Regions from separate parts of the Sus scrofa genome. Here region 2 is linked to region 1. A link is a contact called in public promoter capture Hi-C data. All regions are on one chromosome and are shown on one strand. The core of a region is the stretch at or near the end of the contact, and the rest is flanking DNA. Distances in the headings are between cores, read along the strand shown. Region 1 holds the start of RNGTT (mRNA-capping enzyme). Region 2 holds the start of PNRC1 (proline-rich nuclear receptor coactivator 1).

Region 1 (4,087 bases), core at 705-3,204:
TAGCTGTTCAAAAGATTTATAGAGGTATCAATTTGTGGTGAGGAAGGATTAACAAATGTAAGTTTTCTCACAGAAATGCTTTAGGGACAGGGAAAGTTTTTTCCTTTTTGTCAACAGGGGAAATTCAATCTCATTTTTATATACCTTTACACACCTTTCCTTATGGGCAAAAGAAATGATCCATGGAAGAATTCATTCACCAAGAGCCAGTAAAGAGGAAGCCAAGACATATTTATGAGAATGTGTTGACTGTTTCAGGAAGCCAGCAAGGAGTTGTGTTGGTCCCTCTGCGGGCATCTATTTTTCCCCTTGAAGAAAAGCAGAGAGGTGGGACTAGGAGTGAGATAGGCAGAAACACTCTTGGCAAAGGATTCCTGGGAGGGAGAAATTGCCGGCTCACCCAGCTCACTTTGATACCACTCTCCTACTCTGTCCACTCTTGTGGGCAGAAGGGAGCCACATGGCCTTCCCGGTCTGTTGGCACTAAGGTTGGAGAGGGCATAACTGGGTAGTGGTGTAAAAATGAAGCACAGACTGCTGCCTTACAACCCAAAACAGCCACTCATCGTTGGTATGAAGCCTCTGTGAAGCTCTCCCTGTGCCAGGAATGAGCTCCCTGGGTGACACAGTGTGTGAGGAGGACAGTCTCCAAGGGGAGTCATCCCCAGGAAGGGAAAGTGAGGTATTTTCCCAGGACCAGGCTCACCTTTTCCATCCTTGGAGATTTGGGGAATCAAACATTGCACCACTCTGGGCTTGGTACCAACTCTGTCCTGCCAGCAGAAGATAGAACAGGGCATCATCTGGGCAGATTGCTGCTCTGTAAGGAAACAGGCTTATCTGGTCCTGTCGGCAGAGGAATGATGTTTTTTCCCCAAAGATCTCAGCAGATGTAACCACAGCACAGATCGCCAGGATGACCTAACTCAGGCTCTCTCAGAGAGACAGCCATTGGGCCCTCTCTATTTACTGGGAGGATTCTGATCTTACTGAGATCGTCCAGGCATTCAAGGGCTGAACTGTTGGGCCAGTTTCCCATCGACGCTTTATGATGCCTTCTCCCAAACCTCAAGCTCTTGCAGGTCAGATATAGCACAGGTACTTAAAACCAAACTGCTGAGTTATAACTTGCCAGCATCCAGCTTCATATGTAATACTTTAACTAAATTAGTCTGGTAACTTGCTAATGGACATAGTTTATAAAGCGCCTCCAGTCACCCGTGTTTAACTCGAAGGGAGAGACAGTTTGGTAAAGCAGAGAACACCGCCATGTAGTGGTACTCTGCTCTCCGATTCCTGCCTTTGCCAATTATACACATTAGTAATTTTGAGACATGGACCCTCTGAGACTCCCAAATATGATATAAAATTTTCTCTAGAAATGTACAGACAAAACTCATAAAAAATGTTTTGGGATTAATTTCAGATGTTTCATGGATCCCTAGAAGTACTCTGAAAAAAAGAAACTCATTTCCGATGCTCCAGTCTCTCGCCCTTAGAATTTCTCTAAAGCTGGTTTCCCTAATCCACGGCAGAAAGAACTTTCCAAATTCCCATTCAAACTCAGATTCTGTCGGGACGCCAAATTTGACCGAGGAATGGCGATCAGGCCCTTGAGCTATGACAACAGAGGAAAGGCCCCTTTCTTAGTAAAACGGATGCATTTATGAAATCTGCGGACCAGTCTACGTGTGGAAAGAGGCTTGGTTTCACGATTTCTGGAGTCTCCATTTGCTGCCTAGAAAGGAAAATAAGAGTCGCCCTGCGGGACTCCAAACTGTGGCAGCAGCGCATGCGTGGAACCACCCTAAGAAAGGGGCTGGGATGGGACCCGCGCGGGGCGGGTCGAAGGAAGACCGCCCCTTTAGTTCTGGGCGTTAACTCCTTCCCACCCCTCCCCCGAGCTGTCTCTCTTCACCTCTGACCTCGGAAAGAAGTGGGTGGGGCCTTTGGGGGCGGAAGTAGCGGTGCATTGTGGGTTAGTCTAGAGTTGAGCGGAATGAAAGTGGCGCGCGGTCGCTGACAGTAGCCCGGGTCGGGGCTGCTCGGGTTCGGACGCTGGCCGGGATTCGGGTGCCTCGGACCTCGGGTGCAGAGCGAACCGCGAGGAGGCGGCGGCGGAGGCGCGGCGAGCGTTGGTGGAGGGGGCGGCTGTGCGCGGCCCCAAGACATGGCTCACAACAAGATCCCGCCGCGGTGGCTGAACTGTCCACGGCGAGGCCAGCCGGTAGCAGGTAAGCGGGACGGGGGGGTGGCGTTCGAGTGCCTGAGCACCCGCGGGTCCATGGGTGGGCTGAGGGGGCGCAGCTTGCGATAGTTCAGTGTCTGGTGGTGGTGTTTCAGGACCGAGATGTGCTCGGTCCGATGAAGCTTCGTGGATGAGTGTTTGGGAACCTGGACCGGAGCAAGTGGGGGCACTTGTCAATATCCAGTAAGGCTGAGTGTTGCCATCGGGAAGGTAGATAGGGGGTTTGTGTGGCAGGAGCTGAGGACTAAAGAACTCAGTGGGCAATACTTTTCAGCTTAGGAGTTTGTGAAAGGTTCTCGGAAGGGGAGGGGACAAGTGTCAGTTTTGAGATGAAGGAGGTTGCTAAAGAGGAGGAGGAGGGGCAGTTTTTAAGCGGTGAAATTGATCTACACTGAGACTGGAGGTTTGTTTTTGTTTTGTTTTGATTTTTTTTTAACATGACTCACGTTGAGGGCTTTTTCATCTTTGACTTTGACACAACAGACTTTAAATTTAAAGCCTGATAAATTTTGACTTCCACGCGCGCAGGTACACACACACCCTGTGAATCACAATCAAGGTAGTAAACACATTCAGCACCTTTTATGGTTTCCTCCTGCGTTTTGTGATCTCCCCCGCGCCCTCAACCAGTGATCTGCTTTCTGTCGCGGTAGATTTAGTTTGCATTTTGTATGCTCTTTTTTGGGGGGGGGGAATCCTCTGTTTTCTTTCACTCAGCATTACTGTTTTGAGATTTATGCATGTTCTGGTATGTATCAATAGTTCGCTCTTTTTATTTCTTAGTATTCTGTTGTTATGAATACAGATTAGTTTATCCATTTACTTTTTGATGGTCCTTTGGGTTGTTTCCAGTTTTTGACAGTTGCAGACTAATTTGCTGTGAACATTCACCTACCTTTCTTTGTATGCACATGTGCTTTCATTTCCCCTGTGTAAATTTTTAGGAGAGCAATGCATCATATGGTATGTGTGCATTTAACCTTAAAAAATACCAAATTCTTTCCCACAGTTATAATATTTTGCATTCCTGCTATCAGTGTATGAGAGTTCTGTTTGCTCCACATCCTCTTGGACACTTGATTTGATCAGTCTTTTAAATTTTACCCACTCTAATAGCTGTTTAGTACTTATTACGGTTTGATGTTGAGCATCTTTTTATGTGCTTCTTGGCAATTCATGTATTATCTTTTGCAAAGTTTCCAAATCTTTTGCTGACTTTAATTTTTTATTTTTTATTTTTGTCTTTTTAGGGCCGCACCTGTGACATATGGAGGTTCCCAGGCTAGGGGTCCAATCAGTTACAGCTGCCAGCCTACACCACAGCCACAGCAACGTCGGATCCTAACCCAATCGTCGACCTACACCACAGCACACAGCTCACTGCAACTCAGTATCCTTAACCCACTGAGCGAGGCCAGGGATGGAACTGCCACCTCATGGTTCCCAGTTGGGTTAGTTTTCACTTTGCCACCATGGGAACTCCTCTTGCTAACTTTAAAAATTGTGTTGTTTATCTTATTTTTGGGTTGTTAGTGTTTTTTTTTTTTTTTTTTGGAACTGTTTTATTTATTTATTTATTTATTTTTGTCTTTTTGCTATTTCTTTGGGCCGCTCCCGTGGCATATGGAGGTTCCCAGGCTAGGGGTGTAATCGGAGCTGTAGCTGCCGGCCTACGCCAGAGCCACAGCAACGTGGGATGCGAGCCGCGTCTGCAACCTACACCACAGCTCACGGCAACGCCGGATTGTCAACCCACTGAGCAAGGGCAGGGACCGAACCCGCAACCTCATGGTTCCTAGTCGGATTCATTAACCACTGCGTTAACCACTGCGCCATGAC
Region 2 (4,087 bases), core at 1,054-3,553, 66 kb before region 1:
CCTTTTATCATCTTGTCCAGTTATACACATAATACATAGAAGAAAACAGTTTCTGCTTGCCCCCTCCTTTCTAATTTAACAACTGCTTTAACAACTTTACTGCATTAATTCCAACGACTTTTCTAACTCAAGCGATCCTTATGGGAAGCTATGAGGGGATGGGATGGAAAAATAAGGTAATCTATTAGATCACTGCCCTTTCAACACTTATATTGCGGTAGGGAAGCAGGACACAACTACAGAAAGCGAAGCACAAGGTAACATCCACGTTAACAAGGGTAAGTGCTGACAGAACTCCCTGGTTTTAACACTGTTCTGAAAAAGAAATCTTAACTAGTAAACAAGTACAAAAACTCCCTTTTAGATTATCACAAATATTTCAGAAAAACCCTGGAACTGAAAGGAACCTATAATAATTTAAGGAATCACCGTGGATAAGTTTAGTTTTTTCTAAGATCGCAACTAGATAAGCTGCAAATCTCAGAACGATATTCCTTCAACCACTGTCAGTAACTTATTTTCACTATTATGAAAGTTTTAATTTAAAGGTTACTTCAAGTCATTTCAGCGATTTCTTACCGTAAATTATAATCAATTTTATTCTAGTCTAATAGCAAGTGGGCAGTACAACGTCCGTTCAACTGGTAACTTTTCTTTCGAAAAGTTCATCGTTCTGGACACAGGTAATAAAACTACCTTCCACTGAAAAAATCCCAGTACAGTACACAGTGGAATGGTTAAATAAATTCCGCTCATCTGATAGGCTAGCACACAGAACTGATCGCTTCAAAGAGGGAACAACTCTGCCGTCGCACCTGCCAACTTTCAAAGTTGAAAAGTACAGCCAAGTAGGTCGGCCCGACGAGGAGCAGCGCCACCCATGGGGCACCTCACAACTCTGCATAAGACCAACCGGGGGCGGGCGGCCCCCAAGGAGCCCCACGCCGGGAGGGTCTACGCGCGTCCCCCCTCGCCTTGGCAATACCATCTGTCGGGAAGCCGCTGGCAGGCCCACACCCCTCACCCGCTCGCCTCCTTCATGAGCGCCGGAGCGCTCCGCACGTAGCGCGCGCTGACGTCAGCCTCCCGCGGGCCGTCTCGCTCCCCCTCGCGCCCCGAACGCCGAAACCCCCTGGAACGCCGCCAGCTTTCTAAATCCGGGCTGTTGCCGGGGCGCAGCGGCTCTTGTCATTGGCCGGCTCCTCGCAGCCAATCAGCAGCGCCAGCGCAGGCCTCCCCCTCCCCCTTCTCCCCCCCAGCAAGAACAGAGCGGGCGTCACGGAAACTTCCCTCCCGAGTAAACAGCCGCCCTCGCCCCTCACCCCGGCCCCTCCTTCCCGGCCACTCAGCGCAGGGCCCCAAGCCTCCGGTCCCGGGTCCGGCCGTCTTGGGGCCGGAGTGCCAACGGTCCCCACGTTCCCCTCGCGGCCCTCACCTCTCTTCTGAACGAGGGCTGGCCGGGCGCCGCGGGCGGCCGCGGGCCAAGGAAAAGGCTCGCTTCTTCAGTTCGGGTTGCGGTTGCAGGAGCCGAGGCCCAGGCGGCGGCCTGGTCCGGGACTTGCTGCTCTCCACTGTGGCCCGTCGCGGGGCTCCGCACGCCTTCCAGGCTCGGCCGGTGCTGCTGGTACTGGTGGAAGCGGCTGGGAAGCTGCCCCGACGGGCTGGCCCGCACCTTCTTCTTTCGCCGCTTCTTTGGTGCTGCGCGAGGGGTGCCCCCCGTTGAGGCGAGGCTGCAGTTGGGCAGAGGCGCTGGGGCGCGAGGCTGAGGGGTCAGACAGGGACCGTCTCCCCCTAAAAAGTGAGGGAGAAAGAGGGTGGGGGGCAGCGCCCTGGGGTCCGGGATCCGGGGTAAAGGCGGCGGAGCCGTGCTCACCATCGGGAGGGCCCCAAAGTAACCGCGGGCGGAAAAGCCCATGGGCGCCAGGCGGCTGCCCAGAACAAGCGGCTCCCGCTGGGGGACAGAAACGACGGTCATAGCGGCTCAGCAGGAGTAGAAGAAGGAAGTGCGGCCAGAGATCACAGGGCGGCGAAGGCTGCTGCTAGGTAAGCCTGTGAGAAGCGCGGACCATGGTTCGGGCGGTGGCGGCGCAGCAACAAATACCCTCAGCCTCCGCTCGGAGTGTTGTTATCAGAAACTCCGCCCTGTGCCCGCCCACCTCCCTGTGAGAGCCCAATAAGAATGCGACCTGGAAGGCCACGCCCCTCCGGCTCCTCCTCCACCGCCTCCGAGAGACACACACAAACAACCCTCTTGCTGCAGCCGGGCACAAAGAGCGAGCACTGCGCAGGCGCTGCCAACGGGCTCTTTCGGGAAGAGTCGGTCCCGCGAACAATGAAGTTCCGTTTCAGCCGCACCTGCCCCACCTCCCCGCTCTTCTCGTTTCTCACCTCCCCGCCTCTCCCTGAAGGCTTTGGTCAGACTACTAGAGCTCGGCTAAATCTAGGGGTGGGGTTGGGATAGGGGCGGGAGGCAGGGAGTGAAAAAATCCGGTAGAGTCAGGCCAGTGGGTGCCTCCTCGGCCACTGACCTTGGGGAAGTAGTATTTTCAAGCCGAATGTAACAGCATTATTACCATTGGCTTTTTTTTTTTTTTTTTTAACATTTCAAAGTACATTGCAGGAGTTCATTCTTTGTAGTCGGAAAGAAAAGCAGTCCACGTTTAAATTACATTTGATGAAGTGTGGCTCACTTTTTTTTTTTTAAATCGGGTGAGAAACGCTGCTCAATAGCTGTGGTAGTTGGAGTAAGAAGGGAGTGACTTACTCATTGAAATTGGACGCTTAATGTATAGTAAGTTCTGTATAAATCCATGGGACTTTGGGACAGCAAAAAAGTGCCTAATACTGAGGAGGAAGCAGAGGAAGAGGCTTGTGTCTCAAAGGAAGAAAGTGAAACAGCTCTGCAACATTGCAGTATGCTTTGCTAGCTCTTGTGTTGATGAGAATCCCACTCTCATCATCTCCCCGCACTGTGTTCAGACACAAAAAGAACTGTGGCTATTTATCAAGCCCTTATGTGCTACCAACTGTTCTTTACTTAAATTACCTCATTTGAATCTCAAAACTAACTCTAAGGAATAGGTACTGTATATTTTATCACCAGTTTACAGGAGAGAAAACAGGTTTAGAGAAGCAAAAGTTTTACTTGCCAGAAGTCGTACAGTAAGCTAATAGCGGAGTCAACTCCAATCCAGGTCTGGCAACACTAACGTGGTTTTGTTTGCTTGTTTTTGCTTCTTAGGGCCCCACCTGTGGCATACAAGAAGTTCCCAGGTTAGTAGTAGTCAGAGCTACAGCTGCAGGCCCACACCACAGCCACAGCAATATTGGATCTCAGCGGCATCTGTGACCTACACCACAGATAATGGGCAGAGCTGGATCCTTAACCCATTGTGCGAGGTCAGGGATCAAACATGCATCCTCATGGATACTAGTTGGGTTTGTAACCCAATGAACCACAGCGGAAACTCCCTGGAAAGACTAGCTTTAACATCATCTGTACTACCTACCACACTAGATTGTGGGTTTTTAGAACACAGGATACTATTAAACTTCTCTGTATCCTACCAGCCTTTTTTTTCAGCTTTATAGTGCTTGGTAAGTGTTTTATGATTGATAATAGAGTTGGCTAGAGGGACTGTCCAGAACAACACTTCCCAATGACTTTATATAAACTTTTTTGTTTGTTTGTTTTTTTGTCATTTCTAGGGCCGCTCCCTTGGCATATGGAGGTTCCCAGGCTATGGGTCTAATCCGAGCTGTAGCCGCTGGCCTACAGCAGAGCCACAGCAACGCCAGATCCGAGCCGAATCTGCGACCTACACCATAGCTCACGGCAATGCTGGATCCTTAACCCTCAACCTCATGGTTCCTAGTCGGATTCGTTAACCACTGAGCCACGACAGGAACTCCTTTTTTATTTTATTTTTTATATAAACTTTTAATACTACATTCCATCATTATTGATTGCTGGACTTGATCATTTTGCTAGATTTTACTCTTTTTTTTGGTTTGTTTCCAACACTTAATAATTCATAGTAAATGCTTGTGATTGGTGGATTAATGGGAATCATATACTTTCGGTGCT

What was found. Promoter capture Hi-C pulls out the DNA fragments that hold promoters and counts their contacts.
Region 2: a promoter capture Hi-C map of liver shows a contact between it and region 1, with 2.3 times the contacts expected there. The contact joins the promoter of PNRC1 here to the promoter of RNGTT in region 1. A contact is called at or near these places in 2 of 5 promoter capture datasets (fetal liver and liver), 18 of 47 Hi-C or Micro-C datasets (adipocytes, alveolar macrophages, blood and 11 more) and 2 of 2 datasets of contacts at active chromatin or transcription factors (alveolar macrophages and skeletal muscle).

What each region holds. Positions count from the first base shown.
Region 1 is chr1:57,059,852-57,063,938 of Sscrofa11.1, reverse strand. RNGTT (mRNA-capping enzyme) reads left to right here and starts at 1,954. Exons shown (of 16, transcript XM_021089928.1): 1 at 1,954-2,234. The coding sequence starts at 2,171.
Region 2 is chr1:57,126,316-57,130,402 of Sscrofa11.1, reverse strand. It overlaps PNRC1 (proline-rich nuclear receptor coactivator 1), which reads right to left and starts at 2,303. Exons shown (of 2, transcript XM_021089951.1): 1 at 1,436-2,303. The coding sequence starts at 1,975.